Linked DNA regions of Anas platyrhynchos: region 2 is linked to region 1. The links are chromatin contacts, called in public Hi-C maps. All regions are on one chromosome and are shown on one strand. Each heading gives the region's core, a stretch centred on a gene start, on an enhancer-like site or on the middle of the called end of the contact. The rest is flanking DNA. Distances are from core to core; before and after follow the strand shown. Region 1 has its middle 330 kb from the start of SLC35B3. Region 2 overlaps LOC110352209.

Region 1 (5,874 bases), core at 2,152-4,651:
TGTGCTTCTCCAGCATCAATAATAGCAGTCAACAGGTGCCAAAATACCACCACCCCAGGCCTCCCCACCCGTTCCCTGTGCTCCCCAGCAAGCACCCACATGCCCGCTTGCACACGTACCCCTGCACGCAACTCTTGGAAGAGCCCATGAGCCAGTTCCAGAGGTAACAGAGCAAGGGTAAACCTCTCAGGAACTGTAGTTAGCCAATTGCCATATGCCCTGACAAAGCTACCAACAGCAGCAGTGAGCCCAGGGAGTGCTTTTATCATTAGCCCCTCACCCAGCAGTGGAGGAAACTCATTTAGCCCCATGCTGGACTTTCATTAGGAGAGACTTGCATCAGATGGTTGCAGTGTTCTGGCACCAGTGTTGCTTGGTCCGTTGCTGGAGACATGGCCATATCTCACCCCAGCAGGGATCCCCAGATTGGAGCGCTCTTCATCGACAGATGCCAAGACAGCAGCAGCAGCAACAAAGGCAGCTCGGCTTGATACTATCTGTCTTTTATGCTGGCATGTTGCAGCCATGAAACTTTTCCAAAGTGGCTTTTTAAAAACCACCTATTCCTGTTAAATGTAAGATAGAAAGGTAGACAGCATGTGTGGATAGCGAGAAATAAAGCAAAATAAAATATTCCTGAAATTATCACTTGAAACTAAAGCAAGCAGCAAAAAAGCTGCCACTGACGATCCTTATTTCTAACCTTGGAACCGTAATAAAAAATCAATGAAGCAAGAGAAGTAAACATTCTAATAACAAAGATGCAAAACCATTACTTTCCCCTCTTAATATCCTAAGTACTTATTTTAAAAGCATACAAATGTAGAAGGCTAGATATCACAAACAAGACATTTTCCTTTTTCCAGAAATAACCCATCATTTTGGAATGACTGTATTGCTCACAGAAGAGGATTTTTGAGAAATGGTGGACTGAAGAATAGTTTTTTTGACACTGAGCTGTGATTCTGTCAAATGTGACTGAAAATGATCAAGTAGAATTAGTAGAGCAGTAATTCTACTGTTATCCTGTCATCTTCTCAAAATGGGTATTTGGTATTTAAATCCCTTACACCTTTTGTAACAGGCTGCATTGTACAGGTCTGCACTGCCCAGTTACTTTATAAACTGATATGGGCTAACAAAGAAACCCCTTAAATAAATCTTTTGATTTTATCAGTGTGTATCAGTGTGAATTTCTGTGTTTAATAAAAAATAAATACTCAAAAAGTAAGAAGTTAGCTTTTAAAAACATATTTCCTTCCCTTACTTTTCCTATATCAGCATAGTAGAAGGTTGTCCCACAGTGTTCAGTAGGTTTGCCTTACAACAGTCTTTGGGGAAGTCAAAATAGCAGTAATTCCCTTTTATAGACATGGAGGAAAACAGCAAGTGAGAGCTGAAATTGTATCTCTCTGAGTTAAAACTACAGCCCTTACTTAGGTCCCTTGGTTACACACGGATGTGGATGTATTGTGCAAAAAAGTTGGTTACTGTGGGGCACAGGAGGCAGTCAAGAAGCTGAGATGTGATCTACGTGGAGAAGGATCTAGCTTGTGTTAGCTAAACTCAGTGTCTAACTGTTCCCCTACTTCAGGTGGGGATCCACAGCTCAGCACACTCTACTGAAGCTACAACTATTCGCCTTCCCCATCCAACTCCCAGCCACATTGTAGCACAGTTCATGTGAGTGAGCAGGACTAAATCTGTGGTTATCTGCATCCAAGGCAGGTGCTCTAACACTGGCATCCACCTTGCCTTTAGGCCTGGGTGCCATTTTGTGGCTGCCACCAGAGCTCTGCACATCTCACTGATATATGGAGCCCTTCCTTTGCTGTGCAGTACAGTGTTGTATGGCCGAAGTGCTGAGAATAAGCTTAATGGAATAATGGGGGATGGTTTTTCTTTGTTTTAATGTGCAAGCTGCTTCTTTACCAATTATTTTCAAAAAGGGAGAGATTCACCATTCCATTGAACGAGTTTTATGCCAGCATAGCAAAACTATGCCTGGCACGTAAACTCAGCTTATGTGAAAATACAGCACAAGAGCAGCTCTGTTGAGAATGCAGTGACCTAAACTGACCAGTGACTGTAGCTGGGCAGAGTCAGGTCCCGCTGATCAGAGACAACTCTACCACATAAAACTAAAGCTGAGGTGAAAAAAGGACAGAAAGCTAAACATTATGCAGAGATGTACGATATTTTTAATTAACTGTTTTTGTTTGTTTGTTTGTTTGTTCTTTTGTTTTGGTAGCTTTTCTGTACAGCAGAAGTCCATTAGGCCAGGGCCGGCAGTGCATAGGCAGCAGTGTATACCAGGGCTGCCTTTTGCAGGCCTTCCTGCAAGGCCTCTCCACTGGCCACTTTTCAGAGTACATCTCCCTCAAGAAGCAACCAGCATCTCTGCTCATCCTTTTTTTTTTTTCTTAATTTTTATTTTTATTTTATTTTTATTTACGTTTTTAACCAAAGGGCACTCGTGAGTGATGTGGGCAACCAGGGGAAGGAGAACACACTGTTCGGCCCCCCACCCCCGCAGCCACATCACGGGCTTTTGTTCGTTCTGGCTGACGGCCCCCTGTACCCAAGCGGGATACAAGTGCGAAATGAATGACAAGCACGGGAGAAAAATAATAATAATAATAATAATAATTTATCAACGCCGAAAACGCGGCGGTTAACGGCCAATGGTGCCTGCCGCCGGGCCCCACCGCCTCCGCCGGCGGCCCCGTGCAGGTGGGCGGTGTTGAGGCGCCACCTACAGGCCTGCAGGCAGCGAGCCTGTGGGGGCGGGTTTGTGAGGGGGATGTGTGCTAATACATACACGGGCACACATCTATAGACAGATATACAGAAGGTTAAATAAAACCACGCTTATTTCCTCAGAAAAGCCTCAGCTATCCCAAGCCACTGGCTAATGGCACGGCAATACCACGCTGCTGTGGCCTCCTCTTGGCATGTCTTCGCCTGGAGCGGGTTAGAGGCCCAGAGCAGATGCTGGAGTGTGAAATGGCAAAGGTTGGATTATTTTACACCAGCGATGTTGCAGCGTTACAGGCTGGGCAGTGGAGAGGACTGGGGAAGGATTCCTAGTTTTAATTGCTTCCATTTGTCCTCTGCCTTGATTGAGAATGAAATAGATTTAAGCGAATGTGTCCTGACCACAGGAAGGAACAATGTTAAACATTTTAATTATACAGGGAGTAAAACAAAGTAAAAGGAGAACAATGAAGACAAAATATAAAGAAAAGAAAGCTAATTAATGGAACATTAACATAAGAATTTAATGTAACCAGGCTGAATCTGGTTTGTAGAAAGAAAAGAAGGAAAAGAGTTCTATTGTCCTTAAAAGAAGTGAGCGCAACCCTGAACTCAGTGTTTTGTGTACAGCATAACTACCATGGCCTTGAAGTGGGTTGCTTCCACTGAAAAGACAGTTTATGATTTGGATTCAACATCTTTAGGAAGCTGTGAAAGAACTTATTTAGGCTTGAAAGTCGAAATGCCAAGCACACAGCAATTTAACCTAATGATTACAGCTCCATAAGCAAAATGTATCTGTGGATATCTTCAAAATGATTTTTTAAGTAAAAACAATTGCTGTGTACCTGAGTGTGAAATACGATGTTTTGTCATGGGCCAACCAGTTGCCAAACACAGTTTTCCACATATACTGCCCTGTACCTCAAATGTAATCACTTTGCTCAGTGCAAGGGGTCCAATTGCCCCCAGGAGGAATTCTTTTGGGTGAATTCTTCCTTATTCAAAGTATAACACCTCTTTGGTTTCCCCACACTAGCAAGAGGAAATATAATGTATGAGTGAAAGAGATAGAGGTCATGTTCTTTGATTGGCTGGCCCAAATGTTGTCTCAGCTTGTGTGATGGTGTTACAATGAAGTTTTCATTACATTCCCTGAACTTTAGCCAAGACTCTGGACATGTTGATGATGCTTAAGTAAATACAAAGCAATCAATACATTTTCAGGGGAAAGCATTCACACATTGTGAGTTATATATTTTAAACAGGAACTTGTAGGTCTTAGCAGGCTGTCTGGTTTAGTTAAACTTCCATAAATCAAACCAAAATGCAGAGAGTATCTGCCTCAGAAACTTATCAGAATTCCACAGCTAGGTATGCCAGTGTCTGACAGATTTGGCCAAAATTTGCAAAATAGATCAAGAAAAATAGATCACTCAGTATTTAGGACTTAATCTAAGTCATGGTCATCCTAGTGTTTTTTGTTTGTTTGTTTGTTTTATTTTGTTGTGTTTTGCCATTGCCTATCACAGGAGACAAAGCTTTCTTGAGGAGAGGCAGAAAACAAGAATCACCCTTAGAATAAGAGCAAATAGCAAATATAGAGTTTGATAATTAATTGTTAATGTAGTGTCTTGAAATCATATTTGTTTGTTTGTTTGTTTGCTATTTTTTAAAACATCTAACTAGCTAGCCACATTAAGTAGGTATACAAACAAGTCAATAGAGGAAATAATATATTATAGCATGATTGTTTTTTAATCACCTTAATATGTATTTATGCTATGTATGTACATAGTAAAGGCACTACAGATTTGAAAAAGCACTGCTAGTAAACAATTAGATGGTAAATCATAGGTGTATCTGTTTAAAGTTATATTGTACTTTTCCATACTTCATTGTGATGTTCAGACCTAAATGTTTAATACAGAATAGTAAGACCCATTATTAATGCCACTTCAGGAATAAATGTTAGGGTGTTTCTGCAATGGATGGTCCAAAACCAGAATGATGACCCTGAATCATACCTGTCTTTTTGTTACATACCTGAATTAGGTCAGGGTCAAACTACTCCCAAATCTACAAATCTTGCAGCCTAAAAGCTGACTAACACCACATTTTTAAAAAATTTAAGTCCAGAAACATACATAGTTCTGAATCTTTCAGTGTTATCTTTCTAATGCAGTGTGTCTGGAATATGGGAGGAATCTAAGTAGTGGAGACTGATTTCATTAACTTTTTTGTGTCTTCCATCTTGCAGTTTATTTCACCATAAATACCCACATTGTATTGCATTTTATGTAAAACTCAATAAACTTAATTAAAATGAGCCATTGATCAGGCAAACTAGAGGTAATACAGATGGCCAGATTTTTGTGTTTCTACTGGAAATTCTAGTCCACTAATATTAACGTGCTTTCACAGAAGGCCTGCTGCTCCCTAACTTTCAACTCTATCAAAAGGACATTCCAGAAATAAGACTAATTTACATAGCCCATATCTTTTGCTTTCCTTCATCTGAATGAACAAGAGACTGTATACAAAACTATTTGCGATTATGGCCATGTCAGGAACATTTCTTTGACTCAGTATTAAGAGGATATGAGTGTGAAAACAGCTTTCAAATGAGCAGAGCTTGGAAACACGTTCTTCAGAGGTCTTCTAGCTTCATCTTCCACTCTCCCATTATCCATAAGCTCTCCCCATAAGCCACCCAGTGGAAGGTTGCACCCTTCTCTTCCAATCACACTTGAGAAGACTACAGAAGGACAGATGACTTTCTGATGGCAGCAGATGAAAAACCTCAGTTCTCGGAGGATCTGGGTCTACTGGATGTTAGCAAATAGCTAACATAAGACAAGCTGTTTTGGCATACCACTGCTATGGTCTGATGACAGCAGAGACCAATTGGACATAACATTTTAATATTTTCTCTTATCTATTAGAGGAAAAATGTATGTGTACTAAATATTGTTATTCCTGGTAGAGAAGATCATATGAAAAAAATCACACTATGAAACAACGACTAAAAGACAGAATAGATCAATGTGGCAAGCATATAAAGACGGTATTCACTGGAGTCCGAACAAGAGCACATCTGAAATTGAAGCGTATTCA
Region 2 (5,874 bases), core at 1,039-3,538, 210 kb before region 1:
AGACAATAAAAGACCAGTTAAATCTACATAACATTTTGAGATATAATACAAACAAATAAACTATAAGGGCAATCACATCAGACCTCATTTCAAGCTGAACTATTATAAAGCGATTAACAGCCTCACACTCCTGCTTTAATTAAGTTATGTTGTGAAATAGTCAGCATTTGAACCTGTTCTGGCCTGCCTCTTTTATCTTTGAATTACCATCCTTAATGTGTTTTTCTGCTGAAAGATGAATTTCATTTAAGGATTACTGTACACTGTTCTGGCATTTTGTGGTTTCTTGTCAGCCCTTGTGAATCTAGATCATAGCTAACTTCAGTTCCTCTGACATGTCCTATATGCACAGTCTCTTGACTAGCCTGTCTCAGTAGATTTATTAACTCATATTGTATTCCTGTGGAAATGAGTGGACATTTTTGATTAACTTAATGATAGAGATTTCAGATGACAGCAGAGTTTACTTTTGGAGCTTACTTCAGGTTATGTAGGCCACTGCAGCTCTCTAGCGACCTATCACTTCACAGAAACACATTTTGAAAGTTTCAAGGCAGTGGACATCTCTCTACTGAATACTTTAGGATGGTTTTAGCAAGGAGGGACTTTAAATGGTCCTTCAGACCAAGGGAGTCTAAATCCAGTCCCAGTTCAATATCATGGTGGCTGCTCTTTCCTTTCCTGGGGTTGATTTCTGGTCATTGTATGTGCCTGCATATTGCTGAACATGCCATCAGAAAAAAATCATGGTACTGGATAACTTTGAGAAAGGTACGAGTCAAGTGTTCCATTTACCATTCTCACCATGCCTTGCCTGGACTAGGGTGATGCAACTTAGCATGGCATCATCAGTTTTGGTGGTGATTTTTCACTCTCAGTTGTCTCACAATCAGGCTGTGCTTTCAGGGAGAAGAGTGTGCAAATCAGTATGGTTAAGTTCTCTTAGCTAATTATATAAATGTCCTTAGAGGGAGCTCACCAGACCTGAAATGTGTCAAGAGGCGGGGGGGATTTGTCTGACTCCTTGTTACCCTACTGATCCATCTGCTATTGAGGTGGGTGGCAAGGCACAGGTTCCTGATGCTGTATCTGTTCCCATATGGATATAGTACCACAGGGTTGGCAGACAAAACTAGGAACTCATAAAGGAGACTCTCACCCCAGCAAAGGGCAAGGTTTGAACAACTTAGAGTTGGCTTCTAACATGGTAATCACATGCTGCAAATTACACGCAGCTCTGACACTTACTGAAAATACTGGTGGTTATTTATTTATTTATTTGAGTGAAGGTAGTCAAAAGTCCCTGCTGGTGAAAATCATGGCCCCCAGTTGCAGCTGAAATGGACAAAACAGTTGCAGAGAAGGATGCAGTGTTCACAGTGAACCAATCCCTTCCTACTGTAAACTGGAGTGGTGTCTCATGGGGAAAAAAGAGTTATACTAAGGTTTCCCTTGCAAAAGTGAAGGGTTAAAACACTTACTTTTGAGTGGGAGTATAAAAAGAAATGCTGCTCTTTATCAGTTCTAGTTAAGGATATGAGGTGCTTAAACTGTGTGCTGTGTTCAAGATGAAATTTTGAATTATGCTCAGCCTGCATACCGAATTAACATGGAAATGGTTAAATGGAAGTTCTGACTGACACAAGAAGGTACGAAACCTACCCAAGCAAACGTGTTTACAGCTAGACAGGAAACTAGGTAACTGTGTCAATACATCTGCTTTATACAACACACTAAAATACACCTTATTCACTCTTCCTCATCTACAATTCAGTAGCAGCACAAGGTTATTTTAATACTACACAGAGATCAGAGACTAAAAAGTGCTTATGGGTAAAGGAGCAAAGGCTTCTCAAAGAGAGAAAAACAAACACTTGTTCACAAAATTATCAGTAAGATTTTTTTTTTTTTTTTTAAAACAGCATTGCCATTTGATTGTTTAACCTACCCTGCTTGATTTCCCTACTTTTCGTTAATACAGGAGTCAATTACAGCTTCATCTGTGCAGAATTAACTTTATAGAATATACACCAGGGATTTGTCTAGCTCCTCTATTTAGATCTATGTCATAAAAAATCTGTAGTAGAGAACGGTGTGCAAGCCCTGCATATGGTACAGGCTTTGCAGATTTATTGTAAAATCATTTTAAATCGGTGAAGCTCTTGCCAGAAGTTAATTAAATATGTTCCTTTTGTCGGGGGGGGGGGGGGGGGAGGAGGGGGTGGACGACGACTCTGTATGTGTGCGCATGTGTGTGTGTGGGGGGGCCTTCTGTCTCACTAGGTGGCAGTGTATGATTACATCTGGAAGGACCATGCCAGCAAGTCTGGTGTCCCCATCTGTGACCTCCAGCACCAGGATGGAATCTTTGACTCGGCAGCTACCTCAAGAGGTACCACTGTTCACATGTCGGTGTTCACCGTACACCTCAGCGGTTTCCAGCAACTCTACAGACACTTCCTCAGGCTGCCTGATGGGGCTATTGTTGAGGTAGGTCCAAGCAGATTATTTACATCCAGATATTGAAGGCAAAGGCATGCACTTACGAAGTAGGTCAGGGTCAAAGCAGGAAATAGACCCTTCATGAAGTATACACTGAGATCTTCTATAGGAAGACTTCACTCCTAAACAGTATTATAAAATTAATGAGTTAATGCATTTACCATGCAAAGTAATAATTTATTATAGTTTATAGAGTAATTTAAGTGAAATTATGGAAGATATATATTGAAACTACACACAAAAAATATTTTGTAAATATATATTGCTAAGAAACACATAAGGTTATTCTATACAGGAATTATTATATATAAATATACTATGTAAGCAGTGTGCACAGATATGCAACTACAGGTATGGTAGAATTATTTATTTTTTCTTCAGACACAGAGCTGACATACAGTAATCATATGACTTACTGGCCTCTTGCAAGTTTTTGATTGAATCCTGGATGTTGTCATATTTTTAGGCCCACTGTAAGCAGTTTGTGCACTAAAATTCAATGCAGGATGGTAGTTAAAAAATATTGTCTATTACGTGTTTCGTAGACTCCATTTTGTTCCTTGAATTGATGTTTTGTTCCAAGTGCTTAGAAGAGGTTCATTTCCTTGTTGCCTTGAGTTGAGAGACCTTACAAACAAAACAAAACACTGGCATCTAAGAGGAAGAAAAATGAAAGCATATTACTTTATCCACCCAGAGAAGTGGAAGCATCATTTTAGAGGTCTGCTTACTATAGGAAGCCAGCACAAATGGTGTTGAAATACAGATTTTTCAGTTGCTCACTTCTAAATTGAAGTTTCAAGTATATCTTTCCAGAATGCGGAAAAAGTTGCTTCTGCTCCTCTGTTTAATGTTGTGAGGCTGCTTTCTTCATTAAAATATTTTACTGTTAATGTCTTTGCCCTACTTGGCTTTTAAAAGAAAATTTAATTTAAAGGAAACAGTCCTCAAGGAATAATACTGTGCCCCAGGAACTTGTGATTCACCAGAGTGAAGACAGCAGAGTCCTAGAGCTGGCCAAAGAAAACAAGAGAAGGCATGTGGCCTACATGAAGTAGAAATTAATTATTAACACAAAAAAACCTGCAAATCCAGGTCTGTGCCTGAGTTTGTTACCAAAGCTCCTTGTACAAATCATTTGCCAGATTTCTGCTAGAAGGCCTTTTCCCTGTTTTGAGGTCAACAATGCAGCCCCATGCCTACTTCCCACCTGTTACAAATGATAGCTCTGTGCAGAATGTTTTGTCCCAGTTAAGTTCTCAGCTTTTTGGACATCAGGTTTCATCCTCCTTCCTAGTAGGAAGGTCTTCAAGCATGTGTCACCAAGCTTAACTCGATGTACTGGTTCTGTTCATTAATCCTTTCTGTATATCTGTTATTTTCCATATAATTTTATTTTGGTTTCCCAAGTGAGCTTCCCAGAAACTTCCAGCTTCTAAACTGATGCTGATCAGCATCAACAAAGTTAGCACTGTGTAACATGAATGGCTCAAGCCACTTCTTTATAGTTTCCCATATTATACCACAATGCTGTCTTTGCCTAAAATCTGCATGGCTGTGTCTTATGTCAGCATCTTGAAAGATGTTCCTCTAATTTAGGAGATCAATGCATGCTTTGCTGCATTTATATTTGTAGACCTAAATACAATTACAATTCAGAAACATGCTCGACTAATAATTTCAGTAACACTTACATCCTGATCTTACATTTAGCCGATAATGAATGTAATGTTACATTTGTGTGTTTTATGGGTCATGGCTTTCTAATTCAGTCCCTAATTAGGGATGTTTTATAAGTTAATGAGTTTTAAGACTATGCACTCACTAGTGGTAAGTTATATTCCATTTGTACACTGAGAGGAAATTTTAAAAGTCTCCCATTTTCCATATTGCATTGGAATCTCTGTGGGAAAGGTTCCATTTTCTCTCTGGTACAAGAACCAGGGCCTTAGCAAGAACAGAGTGAGAAAAACCCATTGTGGGTCTGTTATGGGGTTTTGTCACTTGCTGCTGTTGCTGCCCTTCAGGAATAATATACATATAAAAAAATAATATATATATATTATTTTTTTTCCTCATATAACTGCAGAATACAAAATGTAATTCAACAACATCTAGGAACTGGGGGTTGCATGAATCTTCTTCCTGCAAAACAGTCCTCCTTTTTAGTACAGTAAGCCACTGAGGGTGAAAATGTAATTATTTCAGTGTAACTTCTTGTTTGTTTGTTCACTTTTATTAAGAAACTCTGAGGACATGTAACTCTGAAGACATTAAAATGAAAAGGCTTTGGCTTTTTAATTTCAATGACTTTCTGGAATCATACCTGAAAGAGCTGTAACACCTCTTCTTAATTACTAGAATGGGACCTCATTAATTCAGACATTTGGGGACTGATGTCCTTCAATCAGATGTGCAGCACCTACTGTTGTTACAGCATGATTGCTGCTTGGTATTGGTAGTCTTCCACAGAAACAATGTGTATTTCAATACTACAAGAAAACAAGCAGTTTGGCAGAAAACAGCACAGAAACTTTTAGAAGTGTGTACAAATGTAAACATTGTTGAGAGCATGAAATGTAGTTTATTAGCATTGAACTAACTGAGGTGTATGTGCAGGCTAGCGAGTTCTGGTTATTGGGGTGGCAGTATGTCCCTCCTCAAGGATACATGACATATGAGAACATTATTTAAATCACAAGGACGAATTCTTCCTCAATTTCATGTGTCCAGCTCTCAGTGACTTCAACCTCAGTGCTTCAAACCAATCTTTCTCTATCTGCAAATATTCTTTGACAGACATAAAAGGAATTCTGCATAATTTTGCTTCAGCGTCCTTGGCTGCTTGTAAGGAATTTACACTATATTAGCTACCTAATACTAATCATTTTTACTTCACTGAAAAAAAAAAGGCAAGTTTTTCTTACAGTCCTAGTTCAGCAAGGAACTCAGTGTGAATTTCTCGTAAGCCAAGGAGCCAAAAGTCACTTTGATGTTATTATTATTACTTTTTTACGGTAAGTGAGGCCTGCTACTAAATGCTATGTACAGAAGTATACTGTGCAAGAATAAATGGTTCTCTATGTAATAACTGCTTTAAAATATGTATATTTTTCTAGGGATGGTATTCCCATTAAAGGTCTAACTTTGCTGGTAGATAATATATGTGTATTTTTATACACACACATGCACACATATATATATAGTCTGGTATGAGAAGTAGTTTTATAGGTTTCCTAAGCAGAAAGCAAAAATAACTGTTTTAAAATGAACATTAAGTACAAGGTGACACGTATAAATTGCCATGGAAATGTTAAATAAAAAGATTTTTTTAATTTGTAGCATAAAAATTATAGAGGTTAAACTTGTAAC

The links. A called contact is a pair of places that touch in the nucleus more often than the background predicts.
Region 2: a contact with region 1 is called in a Hi-C map of liver, with 2.2 times the contacts expected there. The contact joins two enhancer-like sites. A contact is called at or near these places in 2 of 8 Hi-C or Micro-C datasets (liver and subcutaneous adipose tissue).

Annotation. Positions count from the first base shown.
Region 1 is chr2:90,890,383-90,896,256 of IASCAAS_PekinDuck_T2T, reverse strand. No RefSeq gene overlaps it. Among named protein-coding and RNA genes, the nearest start is that of SLC35B3, 330 kb to the right of the region's middle. Within about 2 kb of position 3,401, at least 1 of the 8 cell types and tissues checked has an H3K27ac peak or open chromatin away from gene starts, as enhancers often do.
Region 2 is chr2:91,094,690-91,100,563 of IASCAAS_PekinDuck_T2T, reverse strand. It overlaps LOC110352209, which reads left to right. Exons shown (of 22, transcript XM_072033095.1): 20 at 2,284-2,490. Among named protein-coding and RNA genes, the nearest start is that of TFAP2A, 360 kb to the left of the region's middle. Within about 2 kb of position 2,288, at least 1 of the 8 cell types and tissues checked has an H3K27ac peak or open chromatin away from gene starts, as enhancers often do.